2 separate regions of the Sus scrofa genome follow, and region 1 is linked to region 2. Evidence: chromatin contacts called from public Hi-C data. All regions are on one chromosome and are shown on one strand. Each heading gives the region's core, a stretch centred on a gene start, on an enhancer-like site or on the middle of the called end of the contact. The rest is flanking DNA. Distances are from core to core; before and after follow the strand shown. Region 1 overlaps NEDD9 (enhancer of filamentation 1). Region 2 overlaps NEDD9 (enhancer of filamentation 1).

Region 1 (3,405 bases), core at 804-3,303, 170 kb before region 2:
ATATGAACCCAAGGCTGTCTTGATTATTCTGCTCCTGGATGCTCCAGATCAGAAGTCAGGTGGTCCTGAAAACTGGACTTTACATTCAAACAAACAGGCAAATGAAGGAGAAATAAAAACAAGCCTGAGTCCTAAGGACCAGTAAGCAACACAAAAGGTAGCACTTACTTAAAAAATGAGATCCAGAACAAGCCTTCTAGTCAAGGTTTTGGCTTTGGCACCATATGATTTAACTGCCAAAGAAGATGTGTTCGGAAACAAAATTCTAGTTTTAATTGGTGGTTGTTTTTTTGTTTGTTTGTTTTTTAAATTTTGTTTGTTTGTTTGCTTTTAACCTTTAGAGCACACTTTGAGGTCTTGTTCCTGAAAATGTTTCTTAGTTACGCGTGGTTACCGGCAAACAATATGTGCATTAGTTAGTTAATACTCACCCCTTCAAATTAGCTTTTTAATAATGATTTAAAACTGCATTTTGTTCCAATTAAAAATAGAAACTCTTCATTCTGAATTTCTTTAATAGTAACTAGATCCCGTTGCAAAACCAATCTCTCTCACTTAGTTCCTTATGAACCTACTACTCTCCCCCGAGGAAAGTGAAGTTATAAATTAAAGGAAGAAACTGTCTGCCTTGAGTTTTATTAATTACAGGCCTTTCAGGGGAAGACGGACAGAATTCTTGTTGCTTCCATTTGTGATCACTTAAACCTCTTTGGAGAAGTTTCTTCGATGTGCGGCTCAGCTATTTAGAACTCTGGAGACCTTTCAGGGAAAGAGAGCTCAAGTGATAAATAGTTTGGGAATGAAGATCAAAAAGAAAGCACTGGGGGAACTGGGAATGTTTAGTCTAGAGAAGAGGAGGAGCAGCGGTGCTTTTCCCAACTGTCATAGGCGGGACGAGGGCCGCTCTTTCTCACCAAAGAGTTGGGAAGAACACGCGAATATAGACAGAAGCAAAGGATGTAACGAATGTCATTTCTTTTAGGGTTTTTTTTTTTAATTTTACTTTATTTTTATAATAATGGAATTCCTGGGAACTCAGGAAATTACCTTCGAAAGGCTTCGGAATGCTATTCTACAGGTCAGTCTGGGGATTAAGACGGTAGCCACGTCCACCGAGGGGAATGAGGCATTAATGTTATTCACGGAACAGAGTCAGAAATACTTTCCATTGCTAATTGAAATAATAGGGGTGTTTACTTCCAACAGGGAGTTAACATTCTCCACACATTGATCAAAGGCCTCCTCGGCCTGGGGCCCCAAAGAATTCCTCCCAGCTCACTCTTGGAGAAGCCTTAGTCTGTAGGTAGTGTGCAGAGGGCTCTGCACATGGGACTTAATTGTCCCAACAGCCATGTGAAGTTAGTGCTGTCCTTCTTCTCTTTTGGTGGGCAAAAAATTAATTATTTGCCCGTCTTGAGGTTATCAAATAAAAAGCCAGGATTTGAGCCTATATCCATGTGGGGTCTCTGAGAACAAATACCAAGGTGAGATGAGACATGGATGGGGCTTATTGGGACAAACACCAGTGAAGGATGAAGAAGGACGAGGCCGGAGGAGCCGGCAGGGACAGGCTCCAGACCGAGATGCAGGTGTGACGTCTGTGAAAGGCAGAAAGGAAGGAGGGACTGGGTAGGACGAGCCTCTGACCACTGTGCCCATCAGGAGAGGCTCAGACAGACCGATGGGAGGGGGGTCCCTGGGTCAAAGCGGGAGAATCCCTCATCCCGGTGAATGGCCCAGTTGAACAGCCCCATGTTGCTCAGTCAGGGCTGGGAGGAGTCTAAGGAGGTGGGGGTCGCCACCAATGCTGTGGGGGACCCAAAGCAGCTGTGGCGGGGTCTGCCCCCTCTCAAAGGGAGATCTGAGTGAGAGCCCACAGAACCCAAGCCGCCTGGCTCCAGAGCCCATGCTCTTACTCATCTTGTTACGCTACCTCCTCGTACTTTGAGGGTGTGCAGTGAAGGAGGTAACGCTGTCACGGTGAAAGGCTTCTGGAGGAAAAGGGACACTTGGTTACACAGGTCGCGGGCCCTCCAGTCACAGAGTGGCTGTGCAGAGTGCTGCCTCTGGTGGTGAAGAGCTGAACAGCAACCTTCCAGTCCAAACACACTCTAAGTTTGCTCTGGAGCAGTCACCTTCATCTCATAAAATCTCATGAAAATTTTCAGCCAATATTGATTAATTGATCAGTCGATCGATTTATGTATTCATTTATTTATCAACATAAATCACAGCAATATCTTGTGGGATCTACCCCCCTACCTGTGGAGCCCATCGGCTCGCAAATGTTGGTCCCTTGTTCCAGCTGCCAAGCACTGGGGCAGCTGTGCCACTTCAGGGAACTTTGAAGGGAAGATCCTTAGGACACGTGGTCCCAGAAGCTGCTGGGGCCTTACCTGACAGTTCCTCAGCCAGGAAGGATGGCCACAAGCAGCAAGGTTCCTGGCTGACTTACTGAAAGTTGCTACCGAGTCCAGACTTGTTCTGCTCTCAGCAGAACAGGCCAGTAAATCCGGAAACTGGTTGTTGGGGGCAAGGAATAATGAAAGCTGGCAGATAGAGAAGATGGCAGACTAGTGTATCAAAGAACCGTCTCCCCTCAGTCGGAATCCACAGCTAATATTTAAATATTTATTCAACACGTACTAAGTACGAGGCATTGTATTAAGTGCAGTAGGAATACTCAGATCTAAAAGCCTAAGCATGCCCATCCAGGGTTTCCCCAACAAGGAAGATGTCGTTAATAAAAACAACCATATATACATGAGGACGAGTGAAAAGTGCCACATGGGACGCGGATCTGGTGCTACGGAAGTTTAGGGAAGAGAGAAATTACTTCCCGCTAGAAAGATTGGGAAAGGTTTGATGAAGGAAAAAGCAATGGTGTTGCTTTCTCAAATGAAAATATGAAATTAGAAATTTGAAGCTCTTTAAAATATCTATCAATTTGCTCCCCCCACCCTCACCCCAAGCCCTGGTCTTTGGGGGCTGGTGGGAACATAATCCTTACGGTAGGAAATGGGGCTCAGATCCTAAGATGGAGAACAGGGGTCTTCTGGTGGTGGTGGAAGGTTGGAGAGAGATCAGAAAGGGAAACGGAAACCTAACAGTGTGACTATTTATCCATGTATTTTTTGTAGCCGTGTCTAATCTTTGAATGCATTTCAGTCTCCTAATTACACTTAAAGAAGGTGCCAAGTTTTATATCTGCTGTATCCAAGCTGCAGCATAAATGTACAATTTTCTCTAAACCCTTTCATCCCCCCACAAGGCACTTCCTTTTACATATTGTCCTGAGAGCTCAATGGGATTTTTTTTCCAGATTCACATCTCCCTCTTATGTATATGGTGGAATCATGATTTAAAAGTACACTATAGGGAGTTCCTGTCAGGACTCAGAGGTTA
Region 2 (3,795 bases), core at 28-2,527:
GGCCTCTCTCAGTGGGTCGAGGATCCAGCGTTGCTGTGAGCTGTGGTGTAGATCGCAGACATGGCTCAGATCCTGTGTTGCTGTGGCTCTGGCGTAGGCCAGCAGCAACAGCTCCGATTCAACCCCTGGCCTGGGAACCTCCTATGGAGGCCCTAAAAAAGACACACACACACACACACACACACACACACAAAAAAAAAAAAAAAAAGAGAGAGAGAGAGAAAAGAAAAATGAATAAGCTGACAAAAATCAAAATACGTGTGTGTGTGTGTGTGTGTGTGTGTGTGTGTGTGTGTGTGTTTGCTTTAAAGGGGCAATGGCTGAACTCCTAACATCACACCATTCAGTCAGCCATCTGACCCGATCTCATAGTTTTGATCTTACCAGTGTGGTTCTCAATATCTTTATTCTAGATGTAAAAAAGGCTGTTTAATGATATTACTGTCTGGTCAATCTATCTTAAAACAATATCTACCTCTATTATTTGGAGAATCAGCAACTGTGCTGATTATTCCTAAAGATCTAACTCCAGGGCGGGAAGGGAATGTTTCAGATGACTCAGGTCTGTGTATCGTTTTTGTGGGGTGTCAATTTTTTTTTTTTTTGCTTTGAATAAGAGCATCCAAACAAAACTCCATTGTATAAACAGTTTTACCAATAATAACGCATGACTAGAACTTCAAGGTTAAATAATTATACATATGCATAAAATTGTTCATGGGAGCACTCCTTTGTAATGCTGCTGGCGGGGGAAGACTAATTCTCATCTTTAAAACCCACCTTTCGGAGTTCCCATCGTGGCGCAGTGGTTAACGAATCCGACTAGGAACCATGAGGTTTCGGGTTCGGTCCCTGCCCTTGCTCAGTGGGTTAACGATCCGGCGTTGCCGTGAGCTGTGGTGTAGGTTGCAGACGCGGCTCGGATCCTGCGTTGCTGTGGCTCTGGCGTGGGCCAGTGGCTACAGCTCCGATTCGACCCCTAGCCTGGGAACCTCCATATGCCGCGGGAGCGGCCCAAAGAAATAGCAAAAAGACAAAAAAAAAAAAAAAAAAAAAAAAAAAAAAGAAGTAAAACCCACCTTTCTTAGGGTCCTGCTCTTTTCAAGGATAGGACCACAGGCTTAATTTATAGAAACCTAAACAGTGATTTTGCCTTTGACAAAACTGAGGATCCGCCATTTCTGGCCCTTTCAAGTTGGCCTTTGGGAGGGACAGGTCTCTAAGCAATGGTTAACTGGACAGTGTTTCTGAGTCATCAGGTTCCAGGCGGAGAAGGCCTTCCGGGAGCACCTTTGCTGGCAGAAACAGCCCTCCCTGCGAGGCTGTGAGAGCCGAGGCAGTGGGAGGGGCTGCATCCCCCCAGAGGGTCTTATTTTGTAAGCCCTCTCAGCCTGCCCTGGGGGTCGCCAGGTGAGGAGAGGAGGGGACATCCACCTGGTATAGCACAAAGGCCAAGCAAGTTTCCCTTCTGACCCCGAGGCCGTGTCCGGGTCCCGCAGGTGACATGCCCAGAGCTGGGTCGTGTTTCTCCTTTTACATCCAGGATAGAGAGACAGAGAACCATCCGTGTTTCCTGCACAAAGAGACTCCCCTGGACCCCCAAGAAAAAGAGCAGGAGCCCCAAGTGCCCACAGAGAGAGATGATGTGTGCCTTTTCTGGTTTCACATTGTAGCTCTTCCAGCTCCTCTTACGACAGAAATAACATCTGCAATGCCAGAAGCCTATGGAGTGATAAATAACCTTTCCCCCAGACGTGCGCCAGCTTTTCTCGCTTTGAGACCTCGCTTTTCAGCCCTGAAAAGTTTATGACGTTGTGCCCTCCCCGCCCCTGCCCCACCGCCGCTCCTGGGTAGACATCACTCCTCCGGAGGGTGTAATAACCTCGCTGGGCCTCACGCTCGCTCTGGGAGGCAAGTGTGAACACAGCCACCCATGGGCTTTCACGCCTTGCATGGCTTCAGCTGCTTCAGAACCTGTGACCTTCCGTCCACATTCCAGGGGAAGAGCACAGATGGCAAACCGGCTTTCAAAGCAGGTCAAAGAGCAGAAATGCTGCTTCAGACCCATACGCGAGTGACCCCAAACTTAAATGTAAAAAACGCACCGAAACCCACAAAACCACTTCCCTTCAAATTCTTAATAGCAAACATGTTAGATCATTAAGTAAGCAAAGTTCAGAGAAGAGCATTCACACCTTTTAGAACAGAACCCCTCTGGGCGCTGGGCCCCAGCTCTCACATTGTCCTCCTGCGAGGAAAACGCTGATGTGCAAGCAGCAGGGGCCAGACCAACCCCCCGAGCCGCCCTGGCGGGCACATACCAGCCTCAGAGCACTTCATAGCTGAATGCTCAGAGTCTTGTAAAATGTAGCTCTGTTAGGGAATTGTGTACAAGATGCTGTGAGGAAAAGTGCTACAGAAGGGCCACCTGTTACATTGTTGTAAGAGAGCCCCTTCCCCCTGGCCTTTGCCTCTCAGAATCTGCCAACCCTGCAGAAAGCTCTCATTTGCGGCTGTTATCAGCTGCTCATATCTTGGTGGGAATGAAGATGTGAGAGCCAGTTTTTAAGGCAACAGATGGTTATAAGGCACTTGTCTGTGAGCAAAGGGCTATTCACTAGGACAGGAGACAAGGAATAAGGCTTTATCCTCCTCAGTTAAAACTTGCACCCACAAAGCATCAACACTGCGCCATCCGCTCTCCGGGCTGCTGAAAAGGCAGAAGTGAAAAGCTTCAGTTTTCATTCTGTTCAGAGTTTTGCCTAAGACTCTCTCTTCTGCCGGTGTGGAATTTGACCTTGCACAATCTCCTAGTGCTTCCAGGCAGACTGCAGGAGCAAGAGGAGCCAAGAAAGTAGAAGTTAGGACACGAGGGATGGGTAAGGAGCAGTGTCCACAGGGGGACAGTGACAGAAGGAATGTTCAGAAAGAATGGTCTGGTTTGGGGGCGGTGGAGACAGACCCAGACTAGGAGTCCGGAGACTCCAGGGCCAGTTGTGCGTCATCTCCATGGAGTTGTGGGCCTAGGGAGCATCCTTTTCTCTGCAGGTCCTTGTTTTCCCATGCACTGCATGAGGAGGGCAGACCACACCACAGGTGCTCAACCAGGGGCCATTCCGCCCCCCCACCCAGGGGAGATTCGTCAGTGTCTATGGACATTTTTGGCTGTCAAAACTGGAGGGTGGGGCGAGTTCCCTGGTGGTCTCGTGGTTAGGACTTGGTGCTTGCACCACTATAGCCCAGGTTCAGTCTCTGGTCTGGGAGCTTATTGATATCCCACATTACATCGCATCCAAAAAAAAAAGAAGAAAAAAAAAAAAAGCCTAGATAGAGGGGTGCTTCTGTCATCCAATACGCAGAGGCCAGGAAGGCTGCTCGACATCCTGCAGCGTACATAACACCCCTACAACAAGTTCTCCAGCCCAAGACGTCAGCAGCGGCAATGGTGAAAAAGTCTGGGCTGCCCCATTTGAAGAGTCTGTTAAGAGCCATGTGGCTGATGTTCCCCCCAAAGAGGATTGGTCTGGATCCAGGAGTTCAGCAACCATACTTTGCATTTTTCTCAGGGCCTGAGGGCCGACATGACCCATTATGCTTAGAAATTTTGCCTTGGTTCCTGGCATTCACGAGCATGTGTCCAACATACTCAGAAGCTGACCACTGCTACTCCAAGGGAGGCTTGGCCCACAGCAAAGTTGGAAGGTGCGTGAAAGTAGACCAGTCAGCAAATACACCACCTGTGTGGGGGCTGCTCTGAGTCTGCACATCATATAATGTCACCTAAATCAATTCATA

Evidence for each region. Hi-C and Micro-C count contacts between places; a contact is called where the count stands out from the background.
Region 1: a Hi-C map of retroperitoneal adipose tissue shows a contact between it and region 2, with 1.5 times the contacts expected there. The contact joins two enhancer-like sites. A contact is called at or near these places in 2 of 47 Hi-C or Micro-C datasets (embryonic fibroblasts and retroperitoneal adipose tissue) and 2 of 2 datasets of contacts at active chromatin or transcription factors (alveolar macrophages and skeletal muscle).

Annotation. Positions count from the first base shown.
Region 1 is chr7:8,050,174-8,053,578 of Sscrofa11.1, reverse strand. The region is part of intron 1 of NEDD9 (enhancer of filamentation 1); the gene reads left to right. Among named protein-coding and RNA genes, the nearest start is that of NEDD9, 42 kb to the left of the region's middle. Within about 2 kb of position 2,053, at least 3 of the 83 cell types and tissues checked have an H3K27ac peak or open chromatin away from gene starts, as enhancers often do. A contact at or near this core is called in retroperitoneal adipose tissue, where this site is marked.
Region 2 is chr7:7,877,618-7,881,412 of Sscrofa11.1, reverse strand. The region is part of intron 3 of NEDD9 (enhancer of filamentation 1); the gene reads left to right. The region is part of intron 1 of LOC110261775 (a long non-coding RNA gene); the gene reads right to left. Among named protein-coding and RNA genes, the nearest start is that of SMIM13, 100 kb to the right of the region's middle. Within about 2 kb of position 1,277, at least 17 of the 83 cell types and tissues checked have an H3K27ac peak or open chromatin away from gene starts, as enhancers often do. A contact at or near this core is called in retroperitoneal adipose tissue, where this site is marked.